Regions from separate parts of the Mus musculus genome. Here all the other regions are linked to region 3. Evidence: chromatin contacts called from public ChIA-PET, Hi-C and HiChIP or PLAC-seq data. All regions are on one chromosome and are shown on one strand. Each heading gives the region's core, a stretch centred on a gene start, on an enhancer-like site or on the middle of the called end of the contact. The rest is flanking DNA. Distances are from core to core; before and after follow the strand shown.

Region 1 (2,700 bases), core at 26-2,525, 160 kb before region 3:
CTAAACCTGGCTAAGGCAGTTGACTCAGCTTGAGTGGATGGCCCATAGAGGGCGCCTTCCCCGGGGTGGGGGGGAGCAGGGACAGGTGGGTGACAGGGCTGGCGCCGGGGAGCTGCATACGGAGTGCTTGGGGACACCCACAGACACTGGTGTCCAGCAAGGGTCTCCTCCCTGCAGGCTGGCACTCCCTAGGGGACTCTGTGTTGTTAGGGCAGTGAAGCATCAGGCCTGACAGTTAAGAGTGGGCAGATTCCCGTCGCAGGCACAGCCCAAAGGGGCAGGCCGCAGCCCCAGGAGAAACTTCCTCAAGTGGCAGAGAATGGAGGGAGCAGGTCAGAGGCCAAGTAAGGCTGAGAGAGAGGCCTGTGGCCTGGCTTCCCCTGCCTCTGTCACACCTGCCCCTGGCCTGGTGCTGGCTCCTCTCAGTTGCCACTGCTGACATCACAGAGACCAGCTGGTACTGCCTTGTTAATAAAGGCACATTGCTGCTCGGCTGGTCCCCAGCACTCCTGATGTGACCATTAGTATTGCAGGGAGGATGAAGTCCCACCCACCTCTGACAGATCTAATAGAACCCCCTCCTCTGGGTGTCACCCCCAGGCTCCCCACCCCCTCAGCCCATACATCATTTGCTATGGGACTAGACACATCCTCACTGAGGCCAGTCAAGGGACCCACAGGCTGGCAGGTAGACATTAGGCTCAGGAACAGCCCTGGCTCCAGTTGGTTGAGGGACCTGCATGAAGACCTGAGAGCAGTCGTTTATTAGTTGCCCATACAGAGGCAAGTGATGACATAAGTTGTTGCTAGGTGGCTGGGAGGAGCCTAGTGTGACCACCCTAAGCTAACAAACACCTGGGCCTTCTCACCCAGCTTCTTTTGGCCCTCCCGTCTGTCAGTACAGGTCTCAGAACCTCTTGCCACAGGGAGTTAGTTGGCTCCCATTTCATAGTCACAGAGGTTAAGACATTTACCCAGCATTCTTGAGGCTAAGAGTTCATAGGCAAGTTAGCCCCACTTTAGGCTGCTGCCTGGCATTTGTGTCCCATGGAGTCCTTGTCCCTCACATTCACCTCTCATCCCTATGGCCATGCTATCGCCAGGCTTGCGCTTCGGGTCCTCACGGGTTCCTCAGTGCAGATCTTACCAGCCTTCTCCTGAGTCCTCCAGCAACCACTTTGTGGGACCTCAGGTGTGAGTTCACTCCTGCTGTGGTGGTGGCTGTGGCAGAGGAGGCTGCTGCTGTTGGTGCTGTTGCCGCCACAGCTGCCAGTGCATCCCAGACTTCTTCCTGTTCTCTGCCTGGCTGACCACTTCCTATCTGTGAGGTCTCAGCTTGAGCGCCACTTTGCCTGAGAATGTAAAATGGAAGAGGGCTTTAGAAAACTGTGTGGCTGGATTTTCATTGTTTTTTTGTTTGTTTGTTTGTTTGTTTGTAAGAGGGTCTTACATAGTAGCCCAGGCTGACCCTTGAACTCCCGATTCTCCTGCCTTCCTTCCCCAAGTGCTGGGAGTACAGGTGTGTGTCACACTGCCTGCTTGTGTGGTCACTTTAAAAATCGTTACCTACAGTATATGATGAGCATTTCACTCCTAGGCATCTATCCCAGAGAGATGAGGATGCATGCCCTCCCCCCACCACCCCCACTGCACATGCTCACTGGACACACATCCATCCAACACTGGGGCACTTACCTCTGTGCTGTTCCACCTGGCATCGAAAGGAAGCCGTGTAGACGTAAGCTTTCCGTTCTTGTGGGCGTCCACCAAGGGGTGGGTGGGGTTCCTCAGCCTGTGACTGTTCTGGAACTTCCAGACCCCTCCCCTAGAGGTCTTGTCAAATTCCACCCAAGGAGGGAGGTTCAGATCCTTCTACTTCACCAGTCCTTCTAGAAGGTTCGAGATTGCCCATCCCAGTGTAAGGTGGCATCTCACTGAGGCTTTGATTTCACTCCCTTGGAGGCTAATGATGTTTCATGGTGGACCAGATCTGACTGCCATTTAGACGCTGAAGACATTTCTGCTTAAATCATTTATCTCTTGTCTTTTTTGAGTCCTCAGAGTCCTTGATATCAGACAGAGTCCACTGCTAAGAGGTGCAATTTGCAGAGAGCGTCACCTTTTCTGCACATTGTCTTCTTGTTCTTGAATCTTTGAAGCACAAGTTTTTTTTAATTCCCACACCGTTGGCTTTGTCTCTTTTCTTGGGCACCAGTGCCGTCATGTGCCCTCACAACTGAGATTCCATCACCAGATCTGAGGCCGCCAGCCAGCTTCCTGCCATGACAACAAATACCCCAGTAGCCGACTTGTAAGTCGGGTGTGATGGTACAATTCTGTAATCCCAGCACTCAGGAAGGAGAGGCAGGAGAGTAAGAAGTTCAAGGCTTGTTTTACTGAATAAGAACAGATCAATTTTTTTTTTTTTATTTTGACATCTATAGAGGCTGCAACCTTCAGCTAGGTGGCTGTGTTGTTTTTAGACCTCTGTTGAGGTGGACCACTCATCATGGGTGGGAGTATGCTGAGGTGAGAAACCATTCCCTCCTGGCCCAGAAGTACAAAGGCTTTGAGATTTGATCCTCACACTGCCCTGGAGGGAACACCCCCAATGACTCAAAGGAGCCCTCCAGGCTCCTCTCTCTTAACAACACTGAGACTAGAGGCAAGCTGGGAACAAGCATTTTAACACATTGACCT
Region 2 (2,823 bases), core at 129-2,628, 190 kb before region 3:
ACAGCATGGTTGTTCCTCCCACAGCTCCCTTCAAGGTGAGCTCAGCACAGGTGGGCCTGCATCCTCCCCCCCACGTAGGAAGCCTGGTTCTCCTCGGATGTCTGGGGACCAACCATCATCCAGGCTTCTGTCCTGGCCAGCCAGGCCTGTGTTCCTTACCCCCAGTGCTGTGCTGTCCCCACCACAGATTCTGACTCTTCAAGGGAAGTGTTTGCTCGTCAGCACTGCTCTGCAGTGTGGCTTTATTGTGCTGTTTTATTGAAGGCCATTTTAAATTGCAGTCATGGCCTTGGGCCACTTCTGACTGGTGACTGCCAGGGACTAGGCAGCTCCAATTCCCAGAGGTCCCAGTGGAAGAGCGACAGACTTTCCCTAGCATCTGCAAAGCAGCACGGGCTAGCGGGGTCTGTCTCTCTGTGTCCCACACCCCCACTCCATCTGCACCCCACCCTTGCTGACCCTGCTGGGTTACCTACCATTCCATTTACTTGGAACCCCTCCCTCTGGCACCAGATCTCCTCTCCTCGGGACTGACAGGCAGCGGTAGCTACTTCACCCCGTTCCTCCATGCAAGAGACTCTCCTGAGGACCAACCAGTCCCTTGCCGACACTGTCTCAAGCCTGCTTCAGCCTGTCTCCTTTCTCTGCCTAAGATTTACTTTTTATTTTATTTTAATTTTCTAGTATGTATGTATGTATGTATGTATGTATGTATGTATGTGAGTACTGGTGTCTTGCCTGCATGTGTATCTGTGCACCATGTGTACGCACTGCCCGCGGAGGCCAGAAGAGGGCGTTAGAACCCTAAGGACTGCAGTTATAGATGGTTGTGAGCATCCTTGTGGCTGCTGGGCACCTTGAGTTCTCTGGGAGAGCAGACAGTGCTCTTAACTGCTGAGTCATCTCTCCAGAAGTAGAGATGGCTATGCACACATGGTTTAACCATAAGGCTGAGGTCTAAAGAGGGGACATGATTTTGGTGTCCCCTAGGGTTCAACATATCCCTGGTACCCTGGAATCACAGTGTCACATGCCGAGACACCAAGAGACAGGCATGGAGGCTGTCTGGTTGGGGGCCCATTGGCGGGCTTGGGGAAGGGCCCTGGGGAGTTATTGCTCAAAGTCTAGCAGGACCCAGGTGTGAGGATGTGGAGGCAGAAGCTGCGGAGACCCACTAAGGATCTTGGCTCTTTCCAGGGACACAGTGGCGGGGGGATTAGCTGTGCAGGAAAGCCCTTGTAGATGCTATCAGCCACAGGGAGGTCTGGCTTGGAAAGCAGTTTATGCTTGGGGCAACAGGGGCCGGGACTTGTGACTTACGCCACAGGGAGCCCCTGAAGTGTTGCGCGCAGACATGATCTGATTTGTAATTGAGAAAGATCTCAGCAGCTGGTGTGCAGGAGGAGAGCCCAAAGGGAGCCTGAGACTAGCCAGAGCTGATGTCACCGTCAGCAGCAGCAGGCTGGGGGAGGGACAGGCGGGATAGAGATGGGGGAGGGAGGGGTGGCACTGTGAATGGATCACCAAGGGAGTATGAGGAGGAATGGGGGGATATTCTGCTAGCATGTGGGGTGGGGAGATGCTGCCTGAGCAGGCGAGGGGTCCGGGAGTTTGGGTCTGAGAAGCTTTGGGAGAGGAACGGGCTGGGTGATGTCACATAGGAGCACTGAAATTTCTCGATACACTTATTTGTTTATTGCAAGCACCACGGCATACATGTGTACAAGTGCAGCTCAGAGGACAACTTGGAGGACTTGGCTCTCTCCTATCATATGAATCCCAGGGATCAAACTCAAGTCATCAGGATTGGTTGCGAGCATGTTTCCCTGCTGGGCCGCCTTACTGACCCCTTCTAGAACCTTGTGAAGGGTTGCAAGGTGCCTGCAGCAGAGCTCAGCGCCACACATCAAATCACGAGGGAGGGGCTTTGGTTTCCCGATTCACAGTTGGCAGAGGAATCTAGGCCAGGAAGTTCAGGCCCTTTCTCAGACCTCTCAGCAGCCCGACCTATAGAGCTGAGATGCTCCCAGGACTTAGTGTCTCACCGTGGGTCCAGCTCCACTTCAGCCCCTGCCGCCAAGCAGCCTTGGGTAAGGCTGGATTAGGACAGAGTCATAAGGAGAGGGGGTATGTTAGAGTATGGGGAGGAGCAGGGGAGGGGTCTCAGTGGCTCTAGGATGGCAAGTAGAACCTGGCTAGTTCTACTGGATCCAGTGGGCCCGAGAGCTCTAGTCAGTGTCAGTAAGTGGGGTCGTGGTAAGTGTTCTATGCCAATCTGAGAATACAGGGTTTGACTTGTTACCTAAGTTCTTTTCTATTGAAAAGCATTAATTTCAGGGGGACTCTACAGAGACCCATGGGACTTCAGAGAGCACCCCTCCCTGCCCCTTGGGGGAGGGTTAGCTGGGTCTGTGCTATCCAGATTTGATTCAAGATGCCTGTGACCATTCACGGAAGGGTGGAGGCTCAGGGATTTCTCAGCGCTTGCTCTGGGGTTCCTAAACCATACCCTAACCTCTAATCTTAACTTTCAACCCTAACCCTAACCTCCAGCATTAGCTGTGACTTCTAGCCTTGCAGTGGTTTTAATTGTGAACCTAAGACAATCTAGAATCACCTGGCAGAGGTGGTTCTTCTCCCCGCCCCCCAGGAATTATCCAAATCACACGTCTGGGGGTGGTCGTGGTCTTGATTATGTTGTTAATTAAGGTGAGAGGATCCACCCAGTGTGGGCGGCGCCATTCCCTAGAGAAGGATATCTTGGACTATAGATACAGTGGAGACAACTAGCTGAACACAGGCTTGCTTGCATTTATTGCTCTC
Region 3 (2,908 bases), core at 15-2,514:
GGAGGTGATGGGTGAAGGATGTGGAAGGAACAGCAAGGGGAGAGGGTGAGGCCATGAACTGTGTTTGTTAGATGGTGGGGGGACGGGTAAGGGTAACCACATCACTGCCCCCACCCCCTCAAGGCTCCCAACTCCAACACTGCACAGATTTGTCTAAGGGAGGAGTGCGCTCCAGGCCCTGTCCTGAAGGTCTCTTCTAATCCTTATAGCAGCCCTCTAGGGAGTTATGGGAAGCTGGCTAGAAATGTTAATTGGAAATTACCACACACTAAATGGTTGCAGATTGGAGATCAAACTGCAAGACTCTGCAGATCATCCCCTAAACCGTAAGACACGGGTCTCCCGATCCCATCACCCAAGAGAATTCCAACATTTACGGGAACCTAGGGCATAGGTATTTGCCCCTAAGAGTTCAGAGTATAGGGATCCACCTATGAGGACATTTTGGGTCACCCGTGGCCACAGAGGATCAATCTGTCTCAGAGTTGCACCTTAAAAAAATATATTTATTTTATGTGCGAGTGTTTTACCCACTTGTATGTGCACCAGGTTCATACCATGCCAGCAGAGACCGGAAGAGAAAGATACCAGATCTTCTGGAATTGGAATTGTCCATGACGTGACCAGCCACTGATGTCCAAACCCTAGCTCCTCTGTAAGTGTTGTTACGCCCAGAGTCTTCTATCTCTCCAGTCCCAAGGGTGCACACTCCTGAAGTTTCAGTGTCGACCAAGTGCATGCCTGAAGCTGGCCTGAAGCAGCAGTCAAGATAAGGTCTTGGAGAGCATGCCGGGCGGTTACTCCACCACCCAAATCCGACACACAGCCTCGACGCCCATCCGGAGACTGGCAAGTGGGCCGGATCTCTATTAATGGCGGTGGTTTTCTTACACCATTGAGCTCATCCATTAAGTAAATCAACATTCCATTGAACGTTTACCACGTGCTAACGCTGCGTTAGGATAAACACTGCTAGGTCTGACAGATAAAGATAAGCTAGAGGGCGGGGGGAAGAGATGAAAGCACCTGCACACACAAGTAAAACAAAACAAAACAGTAACCAAACCAACCCTTTGACCTCACCAACATGGCGGCGCCAGGCCGACACAGACGCCTTTCATCATGGCGGACATAGCCTCCATGCGCCGCCCTTCCCAATATGGCGTCCGTGGTCGCCCTTCCCATCATGGCGCGCGGCCCCGCCCGCTCCGCCGCGGCTGCCGGCGGGAGCAGTTCCGGGTGCGGTGCGCGCCGGGGGCGGGCGAGGGGGCGGTGTCCTGGCCATGGCCGGCCTGTCGGACCTGGAGTTGCGGCGAGAGCTGCAGGCCCTGGGCTTCCAGCCAGGCCCCATCACCGACACCACGCGGAACGTCTACCGCAACAAGCTGCGCCGCCTGCGGGGCGAGGCCCGGCTGCGCGACGACGAGCGGCTGCGGGAGGACGCCGGGCCGCGGGAGGACGCCGGGCCGCGGGGCCCCGAGCGGCAGCGGGAGGAGGCCCGGCTACGCGAGGAAGCGCCGCTGCGCGCGCGGCCCGCCGCCAGCGTCCTGCGCTCGGAGCCCTGGCCGCTGTCGCCTTCCCCGCCGGCGCCTAGCGCGGCCTCCGACGCCTCGGGGCCGTACGGCAACTTCGGGGCCTCCGCCTCTCCCTGGGCCGCGAGCCGCGGCCTCTCCTACCCGCCCCACGCCGGGCCCGGGCCGCTGCGACGCCGCGCCTCGGTCCGGGGCAGCTCGGAGGATGACGAGGATACACGAACGCCGGACAGGCACGCCCCGGGCCGGGGCCGCCACTGGTGGGCCCCGCCGTCGGCCTCTGCGCGGCCGCACTCGGCGCTCCTCGGCGCCGACGCTCGCCCCGGCCTGAAGGGCTCGCGCACCGGCTCGGCGGGCGCCGGGCGGACCCGACCCGAGGTGGGCCGGTGGCTGGAGCGCTGCCTGTCTCGGCTCCTGCTCTGGGCCAGCCTGGGGCTGCTGCTCGGCTTCTTGGCCATCCTGTGGGTGAAGATGGGCAAGCCCTCGGCGCCGCAGGAGGCGGAGGACAACAGTACGTCCCGGGCCGGCGCAGGGGAGGGCCCGGGGCACGGGGTTCGCCCACCCAGACCGGCTTGTGAGCCGCGACCGACTGCAGACCCTCACTTTCTGCCTCCACTTTCTGCTCTTTTCTGTTTCCCCGTCTTTCTAGAGTCTCCCTTTCAGCCACAGCCAGGTCCTTCCAAGGGAAAGCCACACGCACACTCTTGACAGTCAGCCCACCCCTGCCCCTCTTGTCTTCCCTGCCTTCGGGGAATGCCTGCCGTGGTCTCAGCTTTGTAGCAGCAAAACTGGCACCACCGGGCCTTCATTTGTCAAAAGGAGTCTGACCCTGCCTGTGGCTCAGGTGTGGGAGAGTTGTTCTAAGCCGAAGCTGGTACCACAGGGGTGCATGTGAGGCACAGCCTCCCCCCCCCCCCCCCGCAGGCTGTGTTGGGAGAGAGCCTGTGAGTCAGGCGACTTCCTAGACGTCTTTGCCCACACTCAGTTACGTGACTCCGCACCCCTTGAGGGGTGCAAGAGAGCGAGCCTCCCGAATAGCTGAGGACTGATGTCTTTTTTTTTTTTTTTTTTTTTTTTTTTGCCTATTACTCAAAAGAAGAAACGCGGCTTTATTTTCTTTATTTTCATGAAAATCTCCCCCTCTGGTATAAGGGGTTATAGTTAGGGTCCGTCTCACATACGTTAGACAAGCATGTTTCCACTGAGCTACACTCTCGCTAGCTGGCTTTTGAAAACGACTTTGAAGCAGGGTCTCCTTAAGCTGTCTAGGTTCACCTAGAACTCACTCTAGTTCAGGATGGCTTCAAACCTATGATCTTGCCTTACCTCCCCCGAAGCTGGAAAGTATAGACCCGAATCACCAGACCCAGATTGTT
Region 4 (2,700 bases), core at 183-2,682, 230 kb before region 3:
GTGTACTGTGTATGCCATCAAGACTCGAGGCGTGCCTGAGACCTTCAATGAGGCCAAGCCCATCGGCTTCACCATGTACACCACCTGCATCGTCTGGCTGGCCTTCATCCCCATCTTTTTTGGCACCTCGCAGTCGGCTGACAAGGTGGGTGGTCAGGGAACATGGCCGTGTGGGGACTGAGAGCCCAGGAGCCTGTAGCTGCTTTCTTTAAACCTCACTTGGTTTCCTCTCCCAGTTGGAAATCTCTCCTCCCCCAACCCCTGCCTTGCTCTGTATCTCTTCCTTTTTTTTTTTTTCCTGCTGAGGGTGGTACAGGCAGAGGCCCCACTCCTCTACTGGGTGCCCTTGGGGTATATGACCCCACACCCCAGGAAGCTGGCAGCTTGAGAAATTGCTTTTGGCCTCACCTGGGGGTCAAGCATCTGTGTCTGTAGCTGCTAGGCCACAAGATGACAGCCAAGGGCCTCCCATCCTGGATTCCTGCCCTGCAAGAGGCTCTTCTTGGGATCTGGATGGAGATGCTAGGGTGTATCCCCCCTTGGAGATAGCCCCTTCAGAATCCAGAGAGGGTTAAGGGGCACATCCGAGCTCTGTAACAGGCTGCCCTCATCAATGTGTGGCCATGCTACCCGGAGCTAGCCCTCTCCCATCCTCCAAATGGAGTCAGAGAGGAGAGGTTGAGTTTTGAGTCACTTGGGACACTAGCCTCCTTAGAGAGAGAATGAGTATATATAAATGTGTTTATGTGTGTGTGTGTGTGGTGTGCACAGATGTAAGCAGGGTCTTTTGCACGCAGGCATGGTCAGTGGTAGATGAGCTATGTATGAGGCACACAGGGACAGTGGACATGAGGGACCGGTGTACTGAGGGACTCATAGCTTTCTGCAAGGAGGAGTATGTGTGTGCACACAGGGGTTCAGGTGCTGGTGGGTACATACGGGTGGCCATGCAGTTGTCTGAATGAATCTGTGTATATTCATATTCACCCAGCTGTAGGGACAGGATGTCAGCCAGATGTGTGTGTGTGAGGTCAGGTAGGTGTGTGCAGGTGTTAGCAGGAGTGCATGGTTCCCCTGGGTGTTGTGTGAGGCAGTCTGGGCTGTTCTGGCGAGCCAGTGGTGGCTCTCCTGTCTTAACTGGGATTCTCAGGGCTTAAGAGCTGTGAGGTATTCCTGTGAGCCATCTAATGAGGTAATCCTCTTTTGTGTGAGGTCACTGCTCAGCCAGCCTTGTGCAGATTGTGGCTGTAGAGTCAGCCAGGATAGAGGAGGTTCCTGGGTTTGTACAGAGTCTAAGCACCACAGTCCCTGCCTGAGTGAAAGCCAAAGTGGGGGGTGGGGGGACTCAGATCCCCTGTGATTCTCACCGCCCTGGCGCAGAGACAGGGGACAATGGTCCACACATACAACTGTTGCTCTGTGCTTTGTCCCCTGTCAAACCCTATTCATTGCTGGGCAGTGGTGACTGTGAGGACTCTACACAGAAGCTGCAGTGCTGGCTGGTCTGGTCTATCAAAGAACAGGATAGTAGCAGGCTGGCCCCAAGGCAGTGAAGTCACATTGCAGGCTAGCCCTCACTTAGACTGTCCCAAGGCCTCCCCCCACTTACTCTGCCTCGGGTGCCACCTGAGTTCTAGAGGACCTCTAGACTGGCTTCTCTAGAAGGAGTCACTAGCCACCACTTCTGGGAGCCACATATATCTGTACACAGGGGACACCGGAAGGTGCTGGGCTCCAGGCGGGCGGCCACTCTCCTACCCTGAGGTGGCTAGGGACGCTGGAGAGTTTCAGAGCAGATCTTCAGCAACTTTAACTCCAGTCTGAGCTGCCCTTAACCCTTCTGTGTCTTCAGAAAAGCTCCTGGCCTGAAAAAGGGAAATCCGGAAACAGTGACTGTGCTCAGCGCTGGGTGCCACTTACAACCCGGGGCAAAGTCACACACAGGGCTCCTGTGCACACATCATAGAGTCCGAGATGTTGCCCATTCTGTCTGTGTCAATGTATAGTGGGGGCTGTAAGCCTCAAAGAGGGGAGCAGGCCCAGCATCTTACACAGGCCAGGGTAGACAGCCTCGACTTTTTTAGGACCCATGTTTCTTCAGAAAGAAGCACAGACGTGTGCCCCACACTGCAGAGAGAGGACAGTATCAGCCACACTCTAGGGCAGGAACCTAGACTTGGGGCATTTCCTGTCTCCTCCATGTCAACACCTGGAGCCCCAGCTGAGCTGAGAGGAGCAGCTGAGGCCTGGATCATCTGTCACAAAGAAGGAGGTGGGAGGGAACCTGGGCAGGGCGGTGGCAATTGCTGGGCTCTGTTTGGAGGGCTTCCGCCATTGAAGAATGGATTATCCGACACCCAGATTAATGGGCTCCCATTTTGCTAAGCATCTGTCACCGTTAGTGCTGGCGAGCGAGCATGAAATGAGCTTTGACAGTGTTGGTGCCACAGTCATCTTCCACCCAGTATCATGGGTCCCCAGTCGGGGCCTGTTCTATATGGGGAGCACATGGGGGGGGGGGATTCACTGGATGAGGGGCTGCTGGGAGCTATTCCAAGGCACCAGTGGGGACTCAGGTCGCTCACAGCAGCCTCGGGCAGGGATTGCACCTATGAAGGTCAGCTCTGGTCCTCGAGAGCTATGCTGGAGACATTTCTCCAGGTTGGATGTAGGGGGGTGTTCCATAACACCACCACACAG

The links. Hi-C and Micro-C count contacts between places; a contact is called where the count stands out from the background. ChIA-PET counts read pairs in DNA pulled down with a chosen protein or histone mark. HiChIP or PLAC-seq counts read pairs in DNA pulled down with a chosen protein or histone mark.
Region 1: a contact with region 3 is called in an RNA polymerase II ChIA-PET map of memory CD8 T cells, with 16 read pairs. The contact joins the enhancer-like site here to the promoter of Lemd2 in region 3. A contact is called at or near these places in 9 of 39 promoter capture datasets (the C10 cell line, the HPC-7 cell line, cranial neural crest and 4 more), 2 of 15 datasets of contacts at CTCF or cohesin (large pre-B cells and pro-B cells), 16 of 484 Hi-C or Micro-C datasets (B cells, the Ba/F3 cell line, DN3 thymocytes and 12 more), 7 of 115 datasets of contacts at active chromatin or transcription factors (the HPC-7 cell line, acute myeloid leukemia, embryonic stem cells and 1 more) and 3 of 9 other capture datasets (adipose tissue, liver and pancreatic islet).
Region 2: an H3K27ac HiChIP or PLAC-seq map of differentiating embryonic stem cells shows a contact between it and region 3, with 3 times the contacts expected there. The contact joins the enhancer-like site here to the promoter of Lemd2 in region 3. A contact is called at or near these places in 14 of 39 promoter capture datasets (the 3T3-L1 cell line, 3T3-L1-derived adipocytes, the SN4741 cell line and 6 more), 5 of 15 datasets of contacts at CTCF or cohesin (embryonic stem cells, pro-B cells and stem cell-derived epiblast-like cells), 21 of 484 Hi-C or Micro-C datasets (bone marrow-derived macrophages, cerebellar granule neurons, cerebral cortex and 4 more), 22 of 115 datasets of contacts at active chromatin or transcription factors (the SCID.adh cell line, acute myeloid leukemia, differentiating embryonic stem cells and 8 more) and 3 of 9 other capture datasets (adipose tissue, liver and pancreatic islet).
Region 4: a contact with region 3 is called in a Hi-C map of rod photoreceptor, with 2.4 times the contacts expected there. The contact joins the enhancer-like site here to the promoter of Lemd2 in region 3. A contact is called at or near these places in 7 of 39 promoter capture datasets (the 3T3-L1 cell line, cranial neural crest, embryonic stem cells and 4 more), 7 of 484 Hi-C or Micro-C datasets (B cells, bone marrow-derived macrophages, cerebellum and 3 more), 9 of 115 datasets of contacts at active chromatin or transcription factors (VIP interneurons, acute myeloid leukemia, embryonic basal ganglia and 5 more) and 3 of 9 other capture datasets (adipose tissue, liver and pancreatic islet).

Annotation. Positions count from the first base shown.
Region 1 is chr17:27,363,651-27,366,350 of GRCm38.p6, reverse strand. No RefSeq gene overlaps it. Among named protein-coding and RNA genes, the nearest start is that of Mir7218, 6.9 kb to the right of the region's middle. Within about 2 kb of position 1,275, at least 41 of the 459 cell types and tissues checked have an H3K27ac peak or open chromatin away from gene starts, as enhancers often do. A contact at or near this core is called in the Ba/F3 cell line, DN3 thymocytes and memory CD8 T cells, where this site is marked.
Region 2 is chr17:27,391,641-27,394,463 of GRCm38.p6, reverse strand. No RefSeq gene overlaps it. Among named protein-coding and RNA genes, the nearest start is that of Gm35007, 6.9 kb to the left of the region's middle. Within about 2 kb of position 1,378, at least 26 of the 459 cell types and tissues checked have an H3K27ac peak or open chromatin away from gene starts, as enhancers often do. A contact at or near this core is called in cerebral cortex, differentiating embryonic stem cells and hippocampal neurons, where this site is marked.
Region 3 is chr17:27,202,794-27,205,701 of GRCm38.p6, reverse strand. It overlaps Lemd2 (LEM domain containing 2), which reads left to right and starts at 1,264. Exons shown (of 9, transcript NM_146075.2): 1 at 1,264-2,043. The coding sequence starts at 1,284. Gm34736 (a long non-coding RNA gene) reads right to left here and starts at 833. Exons shown (of 4, transcript XR_385492.4): 1 at 535-833.
Region 4 is chr17:27,431,978-27,434,677 of GRCm38.p6, reverse strand. It overlaps Grm4 (glutamate receptor, metabotropic 4), which reads left to right. Exons shown (of 11, transcript NM_001291045.2): 9 at 1-145. Among named protein-coding and RNA genes, the nearest start is that of Gm35007, 33 kb to the right of the region's middle. Within about 2 kb of position 1,432, at least 24 of the 459 cell types and tissues checked have an H3K27ac peak or open chromatin away from gene starts, as enhancers often do. A contact at or near this core is called in rod photoreceptor, where this site is marked.